Regions from separate parts of the Sus scrofa genome. Here region 2 is linked to region 1. A link is a contact called in public HiChIP or PLAC-seq data. All regions are on one chromosome and are shown on one strand. The core of a region is the stretch at or near the end of the contact, and the rest is flanking DNA. Distances in the headings are between cores, read along the strand shown.

Evidence for each region. HiChIP or PLAC-seq counts read pairs in DNA pulled down with a chosen protein or histone mark.
Region 2: an H3K27ac HiChIP or PLAC-seq map of alveolar macrophages shows a contact between it and region 1. The contact joins the promoter of DNAJB11 here to the promoter of SENP2 in region 1. A contact is called at or near these places in 2 of 47 Hi-C or Micro-C datasets (heart right ventricle and mesenteric adipose tissue) and 1 of 2 datasets of contacts at active chromatin or transcription factors (alveolar macrophages).

Annotation. Positions count from the first base shown.
Region 1 is chr13:123,426,378-123,433,310 of Sscrofa11.1, forward strand. It overlaps SENP2 (sentrin-specific protease 2), which reads left to right and starts at 3,538. Exons shown (of 17, transcript XM_021069989.1): 1 at 3,538-3,864; 2 at 6,270-6,325. The coding sequence starts at 3,764.
Region 2 is chr13:124,388,392-124,394,654 of Sscrofa11.1, forward strand. DNAJB11 (DnaJ heat shock protein family (Hsp40) member B11) reads left to right here and starts at 2,579. Exons shown (of 10, transcript NM_001244346.1): 1 at 2,579-2,842; 2 at 5,958-6,114. The coding sequence starts at 2,775.

The DNA.
Region 1 (6,933 bases), core at 2,288-4,787:
GTAGGATGCAGAAGTGGCAAGTTAAATGACTTTTTAGATATGAGAAGGAAGTGGAGGGAAGAGAAACACTGAACACTTAGCTATGCTGGGCCTTGAAGTAAGCCCTTCACATACATAAACTTGTTTATTGTGCCCACAGATCTGAGAGGCAGGTTTGATGAACTCTGTTTTACAGATTCAGAAATAGACTTAGGGAAGGCCTGGTGCTGTTATTTCTCCACATTAGGCAGGCCAAGCCATTTGCAGTTGATGTGAACAAATGTAATGAAATCTAGGACAAGACAGCTCTACCTGCTTTTGGCATAACAAAGCCAAAGTTATTATCAGACAGATTGAATAAGACCACGAGTTCCCCTTGTGGCGCAGCAGAAACAAATCCGACTAGGAACCATTAGGTTGCAGGTTCCATCCCTGGCCTTACTCAGTGGGTTAAGGATCAGGCATTGCCAAGAGCTGTGGTGTAGGTTGAAGACTTGGTTCAGATCCTGCATTGCTGTGGCTGGGGCGAAGGCTGGCAGCTGTAGCTCTGATTCGACCCCTAGTCTGGGAACCTCCGTGTGCTGAGGGTGCGGCCATAAAAAGACAAAAGACAAAAAAAAAAAAAAAAAAAAAAAGACCAGAAGACCAAAAGGACATGTTTTTCTTGAGTACCAGAGGAGTTGGTGCCTGGAAGGGAATTAATCTTCAAAGTGGTGAGCCTTGTTAGATTTTAGGTACATTAGGCCCAAGCCAACATCTCCTCTATGGGCCCCTACCCCCTCCCATCAAAAGGCCCAGATCTCCCTTCCAACAGGGGTCAGCAAAAACAAAGCTGAGAGGAAATCTTTCAGCACTCCAAGAATGCAGGCAAAGGGAAAATCTGCAAGACTAAAGAACGGATTGGAGGGCTGGGTTTTCATTGTTCTGTGGAGAGGAGGTAGGTTTTGAGAAAGATGGGGGAGGGGCGCTGATAAGGCCTGAAGGAGAGGATCTCCACCGGAGGAAGGGGATCTTTTTGGAAAACTAGGGCAATCGGGTGAAATACCCTACAAAAACTTAAGCCATGAGGTTGTGCTCCTCTGCCGGTGCACGGGTGCAAGTTATTCAAACCAAGAGCAGAAACCTCAACATCCTTGTAACTCCCTGTGATTTTGGAGTTCTCCTCTGGGCCTCCGGTGAAGAGTTCCTGGGTCTGGGAATGGCTGCAGAAGGGGTGGATTTGGGAGTAAGGATAATCCCACTCCTTGGTCAGTGGATGGACAGTGGTCCTTACCTCTACTGTGGACGACAGGACATCGAAGGCACCAACTGGCAGACAAGACCCAAGCGGAAGCGACTGTAAGGCTGAATCCCCTTTCTTTCTCCACTTCAGAGGGTGACTAGAGACACTAAGAGGACACAAAGTGGTGGGGGTGGGGGGTTGTGCTCATGGAAGGGCTGGCATAGTTATTGTTTGTTGATGAGGTCCAGAGATATGGACTGAGGTCTGTAATTCCAAAGCCCTCCGACTTTTCTTGGCGGGTGACCGACATTCCAGTATTGGGTACTTGCTCCAATGAGGCAGAAAAAAAAATACGTTGTGATGTTGTACTAGACTTCTCTGTAACATGATGCCAATGTTTCTTAAATCTTAGTGGCCAGGACCTGGGAGAAAGTGCTATTCTAAAGCAACCTCGGAGTGTTCTGGTTTATGTTTCGAATGAAGGCCACTCCTTTGTTTTGGAGAATTCCTTCCTGATACTTAAGTGTTCTTGGTTTGACAAAAGCAAAGACCAGCTTTTATAGTAGAAGGGACTTTTGGGACACAGCTGAACTGCCCTGCTGGTAGCCTTCTTCATCATCTTCTTCTTCTTCTTCTTTTTTTGTCTCTTTAAGGCTGTACTCACGGCTTGTGGAGGTTCTTAGGCAAGGGGTCCAGTCGGGGCTGTAGCTGCCGGCCTAGGCCACAGCCACAGCAACACCAGATCCGAACTGCGTCTGTGACCTACACCACAGTTCGTGGCAACGCCGGATCCTTAACCCACTGAGCGGGGCCAGAGATTGAACTTGTGTCCTCATGGATACTAGTCACATTTGTTTCTGCTGAGCCATGATGGGAACTCCCTAGATGCTGTATTTGTAATAGCCACTTCTAAACTTTCTCAGCTTTGTAATTCTCCTGTTATTCCCAGACTATCTGTAATGGCCTGGTATTAGCTATATTTTAGGGAATTGAGGGAGGAGCCCATGCCCACATTTAGGATTTGCTTCTACCCTCCAGGAACTGCTCCTATCCCCAGCCCAGGCCAGAGTGGTGGGTAGCCACAGGTGGGTAGCTGGTGGTTCTGTGGCTCTAGGAGGTGGCTTGCTGCAGAAAAATATTTATTGAACAAGGATGAGACTGTACTAGGGAGTGTCTCTGTTGAAGTTCAAGCAAGTCTGGAAGTCCAACCTTAACTGAATCACAGATTAAAGATCAAGTATTTCCAGGGATGGATTCGTGGGCAAGAAAACCTTTGCATATTCCCAGGAGTGTTAGGTAGGGGACTGGATTTTCCAGTAATAAGAAGGGTGGTTATTTTTCTATTGTTGATCGTTACTGGGAACCTCTAGACAAGAGAGGGAGAGTAGTTAGCAGGACTTCTTGGCAGCTCAGGGGGTATTAGTAGGTACTACTAGTAGGCCACAGGGAGCCTTCCATTCTTAAGTGTCTGTGAAGACTTTTTTGAGTTCTGCCCTTCCCGTCCTTTTCCCATCCAGTTTTCCTTTCTTTGGCTCCTACTGCACTCTGTACCCACCTTTATCACAACAGCCTTTTTTTTTCTTTTTCGTTTTTTGGCCACGCCCAGGACTTAGGGAAGTTCTCTAGCAAGGGATCCAACCTGTGCCACTGCAGGGACTCTAGAAATTGCAATGATGACACCTGATTCTTAACCCTCTGTACCACAAGGGACCTCCCAATCATCTTTTTAAAAATTTAACTTAAGTGCAGTTTACTTACAACCAATTGTCTTGAGGTGTAATTTGTAATCATATCTCCCAGTAGACTGATCTCAAGGGCAAGAGACTGGTGTTGGTACACAGACCCTGGTTCAAATTCCATCCGTGGTACTAGCTAGTTTTGTGACCGTAGGCAATTACTTAATCGCTCTATCCCTCGATTTCCTTACTGATTAAAAGTGGGCACAAGGTTCTGCATCTCCTGAGGTTGCTGAGAGAAATGAAGTTGACTGCGTGTAAAAATACCAGGCATAAAGTATGTGCAAAGTAAAGGGATCCTAGCAGGGTGAACGTTTGTTAATTAGCCTGACTAACCTTTATTTTGTGCATTCAACAAACATTTAATGATCACCTGCAGTATTGCAGGCCCCTGGAGCGCTCACTCCAGGGTAGAGAACGCTCTTGTGCGGCCGGTGGGCTTGTCCCTCGGGCAGTCTCAGGATTGGCTCCGCCGAAGAGAATACCCCGCCCACATCCCTTGCGATCTCGTCAGCGATTGGACTGGAACCTTCCCGCAGGCATTCTGGTTGCTAGGCTCAGGAGGTGGGGACCTAGGTTGCGCGTGCGCAAACTGAGAATGAGGATGCTTTCCGGTCGGGCGGGAGGAGGTGACGTCAGGAGCGGTGGCTAGCGGGGGCCTCCTGTAGCTCAAGGGACGTTGTATCTGTGGGCCCTAGGACCGCGTCACAACTCGGCGACTGAGCCTTGGCGGTGGTGGCCGAGGCGGAGAAGGCGGCAGCGGCGGCGACAGCTCTGGGGTTTGCGTCTCGGGGTGTGTCGGCCGCCGCTGCTGCTTGGGCCTGGTATGTACAAATGGCTGGTTAGGATTCTCGGCACCATTTTCCGTTTTTGTGACCGGCCGGTGCCCTCTTCCCGGGCTCTCCTGAAGAGGCGGCGCTCGAACAGGTGAGAGGAGAGGGGGCCGAACGCCGGCCTGGCACTCCCCCTCCCCCACCCGGGGCTCGGCTAGCCTAGCGCTGACCCAACCAGGCAGGCCCCGCTTGGCAGAAACAGGTAGCTGGGCGGAGGTGGTCGAGGTGCGGATCGCGGGCGTCCTGGTGACGTAGTCGCTCCTCCCCGCTGTGTGGATGCGGCTCCTGATGATGGAAGGAGCCAGTAGTTGATGGTTAGGATCTTTCTCATCAGAGCCCAAGCTGGTTGCTGTTAACAAATAGAGCTTTGTCATATTTTGCTGCTCTTAGGTTGAATACTGAAAATTGAAGGAAAACTGTCTTTGTTGTGGCTCACTGTTTGCAAAGCACACCCCCAGGTGTCATCTGTGCGCAATAAGCGCAGTTAAGGGAGGTGAGAATCATAGCTTGCCCAAAGTCCTTTTGACCACACGTACTGTTCTCTTAGCAACAAGAGACAGCAGCTGTCTTGTTCTAAAACAGCTGTCAAACTGTGTGTGTGTGTGTGTTGTCGGGAGGAGGGAGAGTGATTCTGTGCTTTAGAATTAGTGTATGAGAAAAAAAAATAGATATCTGATTACTTTAAAAAGATCACTAGTCTGTACTCTAAAATTCTGTTAAAATTTTGGAGAAACTAAAAGTTGTTCTTTGCATTTACCTGTTGGTTTGTCCCATTTCATTGTGTCCACCCCCTTCCCTAAGAATTAATCGAGAGAATAAAATACCATACTAAGTCTGTACATACCCACACCCAACTTTTAGTGGTCAGGTATTAATTTAATTTTTTATTAAGCCTCAAGATTGAAGGTTGGTTTCTTGGAGCTTGAGACAAAGATGATTAATTAATACATGAATCTAAGAATGCTGCTCATGATGAAATTGGCTTTGGGCTAAATTCCATCCTATGTTCTAGAGAGGGCAAGATTTCATTGTGTTTTTTATAATTTTCTGTGGAGTTAATACAAGGATCATTTGAATACAAGTTGTGCCTAAAATGATGCTTAATGCATATAAGGGTAGTGTTTGTTTATTCTACTCCAAGGGCCTTGTGCAGAGGCCGGAGCATGACAGGCACTTGTATATATTTATTGAATAAGGGAATGTTAATTCCCTCTCCCTCGTCCTTTATTTTTAATGCAAATCTCTGCTGGTCAGGGAAACTGGCTTGTAGATCAAAATCCTGTTCTTTATTATACATCCTTAATTGATATAAACTCTTCATTGTAAGCCATTTTTCAGTCCAAATGAAGCCAAAAAGTCTTCGTGGGATGTTGAAAGTTATGAACCAAATGGTATTCTCCTGAGATTTATTCTGTTTTTTCTTTTGTAAATAGGATCATTCCTAATCATCTTTAGAAAGATGATTATAGGAGTTGCTGTCATGGCTCAGTGGAAATGAATCCGACTAGGAACCATGAGGTTGCAGGTTCGATCCCTGGCTTCGCTCAGTGGGTTAAGGATCTGGCATTGCCATGAACTGTGGCGTAGGCCGGCAGCTATAGCTCCAATTGGACCCCTAGTCTGGGAAGTTCTGTATGCCGTAAGTGCAGCCCTAAAAAGCCAAAAAAAAAAAAAAAAAAAAAAGAAATGAAAAGAAAGATGGTTAACTGTGAAGCTTTAACCTTGAGATATAGGTCCAAAAACTTTTCTGAATTTACAAATTTTTGAGATATAGGTCCAAAACTTTTCTGAATTTCCAAATTCTTTATCACTGTAATATAGTTTCCATGATAAAAACACAGTTAAATATAACACCCTTTTCTGGCTAAGAACTGTCTTTTTTTTTTGTCTTTTCTAGGGCTGCACTCACAGCATATGGAGGTTCCCAGGCTAGGGGTCTAATCGGAGCTGTAGCTGCCGGCCTACACCACAGCTCACAGCAACGCTGAATCCTTAACCCCCTGAGCAAGGCCAGGGATTGAACCCACAACCTCATGGTTCCCAGTTGAATTCGTTAATCACTGAGCCACGATGGGAACACCAGAACTGTCTTTTAAGTAGACAATTCTTAAATTGTCTACTTCTATCTGAAGTAAAAAATGATTTTCTTCTGGGGAAGCTGTCATCTTTCAGAAGGAAATTATTCTTAAATCATTTTTGGAGAGAAAGGGAATAACTGGTCCTAAGCTTTTACCTATATTCGTTTACTAGTAAAGATTTCTGGCCAGTTTCATGTTTGTAGTCTAGCCAGACTACACATGATTATATAATAGGGAATTTTAGATCTCCACATCCTCAAAAGCTGAAGACCTACTATAGCATAAACATCAGTTAGATCTCATTTTATGACAGAGTGAATGGAAGAGGGTGTGTTTGAATAGTAAGCTTACTTATAGAAATGGAAATGTGTGTATATGAACATATATGCATATATATTATGTCTCTCTTCTCTTTTTTCAGCAGTCTCTTTTCTACAGTGGACACTGATGAAGTACCAGCCAAAAGACCAAGATTAGGTATTAAATATTAATTAAAAAAATAGCTTTTTCAATAGGAAAAATATATGTATGGACAAAATTCAAAAGATAAAAAGTATATACAGTGAAAAGTAAGTCTTTTTCCTGTCCCTTTTCCATTGTTATCTTTTTTAGAGGTAAACAGTGTTACCAGAGACTTAAATATCTTTCTAGATAAATAAGTCTGTATGTTGAAATTGCATTTCAAAATTCCTAATCTTCCTATAAAGAAAAGGTGCTTTTTATTTATTTTTAAAATTTATTATTATTATTATTTTTGTCTTTTTGTCTTTTTAGGGCCACACCTGTGGCATATGAAGGTTCCCAGGCTAGGAATCTAATCAGAGCTGTTGCTGCTGGCTTACGCCGGAGCCACAGCAACACCAGATCCGAGCCGCGACTGCGACCTACACCACAGCTCATGGCAACACCAGATCCTTAACCTACTGAGCAAGGCCAGGGATCGAACCCGAAACTTCATGGTTCCTAGTCGGGGATTCGTTCCCGCTGCACCACGACAGGAACTCCTATTTCTTAATTTTTTACTTTTAAAATGAGAGTTGGAATATTTATTTCAGGTTCTCTCTCTCTCTTTTTAAGCATTTAAA
Region 2 (6,263 bases), core at 1,329-3,828, 960 kb after region 1:
TTCTGGCCATTTCCTGCTTTCTTAGTTCGTTTATGGCCTCTAGGCGTGGAAGGTACAAAGGTAAATAAGACCATAAGATGCAATTTAGTTTCTCTTTTTTGTGGCCTCTCTCTTCTAGAGGGCATCTTCCTGAAAGCAGTAACCTGGTCTACCTCTTACCTCTCTGTATTGTGTCTGACTCAGTGCTAGGCACTAGGATTTAGAGTAGTGAACAAACTAGATAAGGTCCTTGCTTTCTTCGAGTGTATATTTTAACAGGGAGAATAGATAATACATTAGGAAAATAAAATGGAATAATCCCATTGTGACTCAGCAGGTTAAGAACCCGACATAGTATCCGTGAGGATTGGAGTTCGACCCTTGGCCTCGTTCAGTGGTTTAAGGATCTGGTGTTGCTGCAAGCTGTGGAGTTTGGTTGCAGATGTGGCTGGGATCTGGTGTGGCTGTGGCAGTGGCTAGGCCTGCAGCTTCAGCTCTGCTTTGACCCCCTAGCCCGGGAACTTAACATATGCTGCAGGTGTGACTGTAGAAAGAAAAAAAAAACTCCAGGTATTAGTAAGTGCTACGAAATTTGGGAAAAAGGATGGATATCTAATCTGAGCTGAGGCTTGAAGAATAAGAAACCAGCACAGGAAGATCACAGTGGAAGGGATGTTTATACTCTGTGGCAGGCTCTGTTCTAAGTTGCTGTTCTAGACAGCTGTGAACAGAACAGTCCAGATTCATGCTCTCCTGAAATTGGCATTCCAGCGTGTGTTAGTAATGGGGACAGGATGAAAATAATTTTAAAAAATAGGGCAATATAAGAATAGGGACTTGGTAGGGGTTAATTTTGATTGGTTGGTCAGAGAAGTCTTCTGTGAGGTGGTAAATTTAAGCTGTTATCTGAGTTTAAAAAGGAGTCACCTATGTTAGGATCTGAGGGAAAAGCATTTTAGGCAAGAGAACAGCTAGAACAAAGCCCCTATAGGAATGAACTTGGTGTATTCAGAAGAGAGAAAGGAAAAGTGTCTTGCTGAAAGGTGGTAAGGAGTATGTACTAGGTGAGGGTACAGATCATATAAGGGTTTTGTTCTTTTTCCCCCAGGTTTATTGAGAAATGTTTCTATAAGCTAGCATAAAGAGTTGGGAGCTTACTCTAAGTGTAATGAAAAGCCATCCACAGCTTTTAAGTAGAGAAATGACATGACCTGACATGTTTGTTAAAAATCATGCAGAAAAAGGGGAGGCGGTGAGAAAAGAAGCTAAGATAACTAGGAGTGAAGGCAGGGAGACCACTTAGGAAGCCCTTGCCACATGGGAGATGATGTGAGATCACTTGGCTCAGAGATGTGGAGATGGAGACTTGCAGACGGATTCAGGATATGGTTTCAAGATTCAGGATATGGTTTCAAGGTAAAGCTCTGAATAGGGGATAGAGGAGAGGTATCAAAGAAGACAAAGTTTTAACGTGAACAACTAGGTGGTGCGTTTACTGAAATGAGCAAAACTAAGCCCGGGGGTGGGGGATTAGTATTCTCTTAACTGTAATTAATATTCTTTGTGTGCTTACTATGTGCCAGTACTAGATGGTTTACAGATTTTCTCCTATTAAAATTTCACAACACTACCAGTAAACACTTTGCCTCAGGTTTGTCGATAAGGAAGTTTGCGCTTGATCCGAGGACAAGGAGGGGAAACTAAACATGCTCTCACCGCCAGGAAGTGGTAGAAGCTGAATCCGAACCCGAGTCTGTCTGCTTCCACGGCCTCTTCTCATCAGGCCTCTTCTTTGCCAAACCGAGACAGTTTTCTCTTGGGTTTGTTAGAGAAAGTAAAATATATTCGTTTTGTGTTTGTTGGGTTTTTTTTGTCTTTTTAGGGCCACACCTGCAGCATATGGATGTTCTCAAGCTAGGGGTCCAAACTGAGCTGCAGCTGCCGGCCTACACCACAGCCACAGCAATGCCAGATCCGAGCTGCGTCTGTGACCTACACTGCAGCTCGGAGTCTTTAACCCCCTGAGTGAGGCCAGGGATCTAATCCGAGTCCTCATGGATACTTGTCGGGTTCGTTAGCGCTGAGCCTTAATGGGAACTCCGAGAAGGTAAAACATGGTATAAGCTCTGCGTCCGCCATACCATTGGAGTTTAGTCTTTGCCTCCGCCCACTTCGCGAGTGTCCCCTCCCTAGCGGCCAGCTCCTAGCTCAATATGAATGAAATTCCGAGACTTGTAACCAAGATAATACCTCCCTCCCGCAATTGGTCAGTGCTGGAGGTGGAGCCTCGTGATTGGTGGAGAGTCCAAGGAGGCGGGCGGAGGGAAACTTCGTGTACCCGAGCTGCGAGCTCTGGGAACCCTTTCCCCAGCAATCTTTACGTAATTTTCTCCGACTCGCAGATACCGGGGCTGAGAGGATTTCTGCGGCGGCGCGATTCTCTGACGTTTCCCCTTATAATTGGCCGGGAGCTGCGGCTGCAATTCTGAAGCCTAAGTGGCCGCCCGCGCCGCCTCGGAGGTGAAGTGTACTGCGCTGATTGGCTGAGAGGCGCCGGCCGCGTGTGATGTCCAGAGCAGCGATTGGCTCTGACCCGCCGGGGGCTTCTCTCGCCGGGACTCAGGACTCCCGGGAAGTGGACTGGTAGAGGAGGGGGCCAGGTAGCTGTCGGTCTCGACCGAGTCGGAGACCCCGGCGTGAGGCGGCTTCTCAGGACCGGGTGGGCTGGCGAGCCGACGCGGCGGCGGCGGAGGCTGTGAGGAGTGCCGGGGGGCAGGGGCTCGCTCAGAAAGACCATGGCCCCGCAGAACCTGGGCACCTTCTGCCTGTTGCTGCTGTACCTCATCGGGGCCGTGATCGCCGGGTGAGGAACTGCCAGCCGCGGGCACAGGACCCTTAAGTCAGTCTTGGCTGGGAAGGAGGCTGAGGGAAGATGGGGCATTGTCAGACTGGGTGGGGGGTGGAGAGGGGTGTTGCTGTGGTGAGGCGGTAGAGAGGAGGAGTGGGTAGTGGTGGGCTGGGCTAGTGGGACAGAGAGAGCAGTGGGTGACACGGGTAAGAGGGGCTTAGACCCGGAGGCCCTTAAAAGCTAAATTTGCCCAGAGAAGTGAGAGTTGGATGCCCTACCATACGAGGGATGGGGTGAGGGAGTGGGGGGTGGGTTGCTGAGCTGAGGAGGAGAATGATACAGTGTTGAGTCTGCAACGAGCCATTGGGCTGGCATTAAAGAGGATGGGTTATGATGCCAGTCCAAGTGAAGAAGTGAGGAGAACAGGTAGGGAAGCAATTCTGGGACTGAAGGAAGTTGGATTGAGGGAGCAAGGCAGACCCTTTGTAGAGTCCTCCTACTTCTCAGCTTCTTGGAATACTGTGTCCTAGCTGTCACCATGCCTCACTGTCTATCCACATGGAGCATTCTTGAGAAGCTGAATGGTATTTGGGCAGAAGGTAGTAGACTGGGATTCTACCCACCCACCCCCACCCCACTTAGGAATTTTGTGACCTTGAAGGAACACCTAAATTCTCATCTCATTACCATGTGGGTGATAATGTGCCACCTGTTTGAAGGAAGTAGGGCCATCTGAACTCTTGAGAATCTCCAGTCTTTAAGCCACTATCCTATGGGCTTCGTGACCGACCACAGGATGTGATATGCCAGGTTCATATTTTAGAATGTGGGCAATAGTAAAGTCGTAGCTTCTAACAATTTATAAGTCGCTCTGAATGGAGAAGGCACTACCTAGCAGAGCTTTAAACTTTTAAGTGCTTGTTATTCTCTTAAAAGTTTTTTTCCTGTGTATATATGCTTAAACTTGTTATTTTTTTTTTCTTGTGAAACATCTTAAATTTCTAAAATAAAAATTAACTTCTCTTAGGTAATGCTTTATTGTGGTTTTTTAAACCTGTTTTTGTTACTACTTTAAGGTGTTTAAACAGGATGTCAGTAAGAACCATAAACTGTCAGCTATAAACTGCAGTCTTTCATAAAGGAATCTCTTGGAAAATGTGATGTTCATGCTGAGCTGTGCCAGCCATCTTTTCCCTGTATTTTTCTCAGCTGTTACTTAAGCATTTTTATATTAAGCATTTTCCAAGTAAGCCTCATTCTTTATATAGTTTCCTTTTTTGTCACTAACTTCAGTGAACCTTTTGATGTACTTAGTTCTTGTCCCAAGAGATGTCAAGTTTTTGCAGATTTTTTGGAGGAGAATAAAACACCTAATTAATCCTCACAGAACTCCTTGTCAGTGAGAGTTTTAAAAACTTATAAAACGATTAAATGATTTTTCCTGAGTTGTAACTAAAAGCTTATGAAGTAATTTTTTTAAGATACTGTCTTATATTACTTGGACTTTGGTACCCCAATGCATTTTTCCCCACTGCATTTTATTTTTTTAAATTAATTAATTAATTAAATTTTGTCTTTTTAGGGCTTCACCTGGGGTATGACCTAGTTCCCAGGCTAGGGGTCCAGTTGGAGCTGTAACTGCTGGCCTATGCCACAGCCACAGCAACGCCCCATCCAAGCCGCATCTGTGACCTATACCACAGCTCAGGGCAATGCCGGATCCTTAACCCACTGAGCGAGGCCAGGGATTGAACATGCATCCTCATGGATGCTTGTCGGATTCATTTCTGCTCCGCACTGTATTTTATTTTTTTATTTTTATTTTTTTTCCTTTTCTAGGGCCGCTCCTGAGGCATGTGGAGGTTCCCAGGCTAGGGATTTAATCAGAGCTGTAGCCACCGGCCTATGCCACAGCAATACGGGATCCGAGCCATGTCTGCAACTTACACCACAGCTCACTGCAATGCTGGATCCTTAACCCACTGAGCAAGGCCAAGAGTCGAACCCGCAACCTCATGGTTCCTGGTTGGATTCATTAACCACTGAGCCACAACAGGAACTCTGTCCCCGCTGTATTTTAAAATTGCTGTCACTACATTGTCTCTGTGGGAACAGTTTCCCATCCCCTTGGTTGAGAGAATGCATTTTTAGAATAGTTTTGTTGGCTAACTCTGGCAAAAGGAATAGACTTGTAAACATGCTTATTTACTCATTTCAATGAATATTTATTGGTGTCTTCTATGGGCTGGATACGGCCCCTCCCCTGAAAGTTTCTTAGTCTTATTCTATCTTCCCATTGGCCCTTCCTGCAAAGATTCCCTTTACAGTTAATTTGGCTCCAACCTAGTTCCTGGCAAGGAGGTCAGTGGATCTCCACTTTATCTCCTAGCTCTTGCTATGTGCATATTGCAGCTGCTAAAACTTATGGACGCCTTCATGTAGGTTTCAGAAGCTGTCTCAAATTAAGACTTGACCTAGACAAACTAATATAACTACTAGTGATGACTACAAAATTGATATTTTTCTCTCACAACAATAATCCTCACAATTTTAACATTCAAATGGGAGTTATTCACTCTTCAAGGTTCTTATTTGGGTTTTGACTTAACCTCTGTGTTAACCTCTGAAGTTAACTTCAGTCCCTTCATCTTTAACATTCCAAGAGTGCTACTCTTAGAACATTTATGTGACATAATCTTTTTGAATAAAGAAATACACTTTGAGATTATTTGACCTTTGAAAGAAATCAAAAGTCATTTGAAGTCAGTCATAGGGGAGAAAAAAAGAGAGCTAACTTGATCTTACAGTTCTTGGTTGAAAATAATGTGTGACCATAAAGTAAGAAAATGATTTTCTTGACTGAAGGTAGTTCTAAGAGAATGCCACAGATTTTTTGAGTAATTCTAGCATTGTTCAAAAAGTACAGAGCCACTCATTTCAGTACATAAGGCTCATTACAAATTCAGCTGCCTTCTCTTTTTAGTCATTCTTTTTTGTGTATATGTCACCTATACACCCTCACTTTCCTACCTCTTTGCTCAAACACAAAGGTAAATGTAAAGGAAAACATTTCACTTTTTAAAATGTCATGTATAACTCTTTAACGAAGTGTCCTCTCCCCCACCCGCAGGCGAGATTTCTATAAGATCTTGGGGGTGCCTCGCAGCGCCTCTATAAAGGATATTAAAAAGGCCTACAGGAAACTGGCCCTGCAGCTTCATCCCGACCGGAATCCTGACGATCCTCGAGCGCAGGAGAAATTCCAGGATCTAGGTGCTGCTTATGAGGTGAGTCAGGAAAAAGGATGAAGTATGAATAACACCTACAGATCCAGAAAAGACCATGTCATTCGGAGTAACGCTCCCATTTTCCGGGTCACTTCTTTTTAAAAATAGACAATAGATAAAGGTAGTGCTTGATGCTATATTATACATTA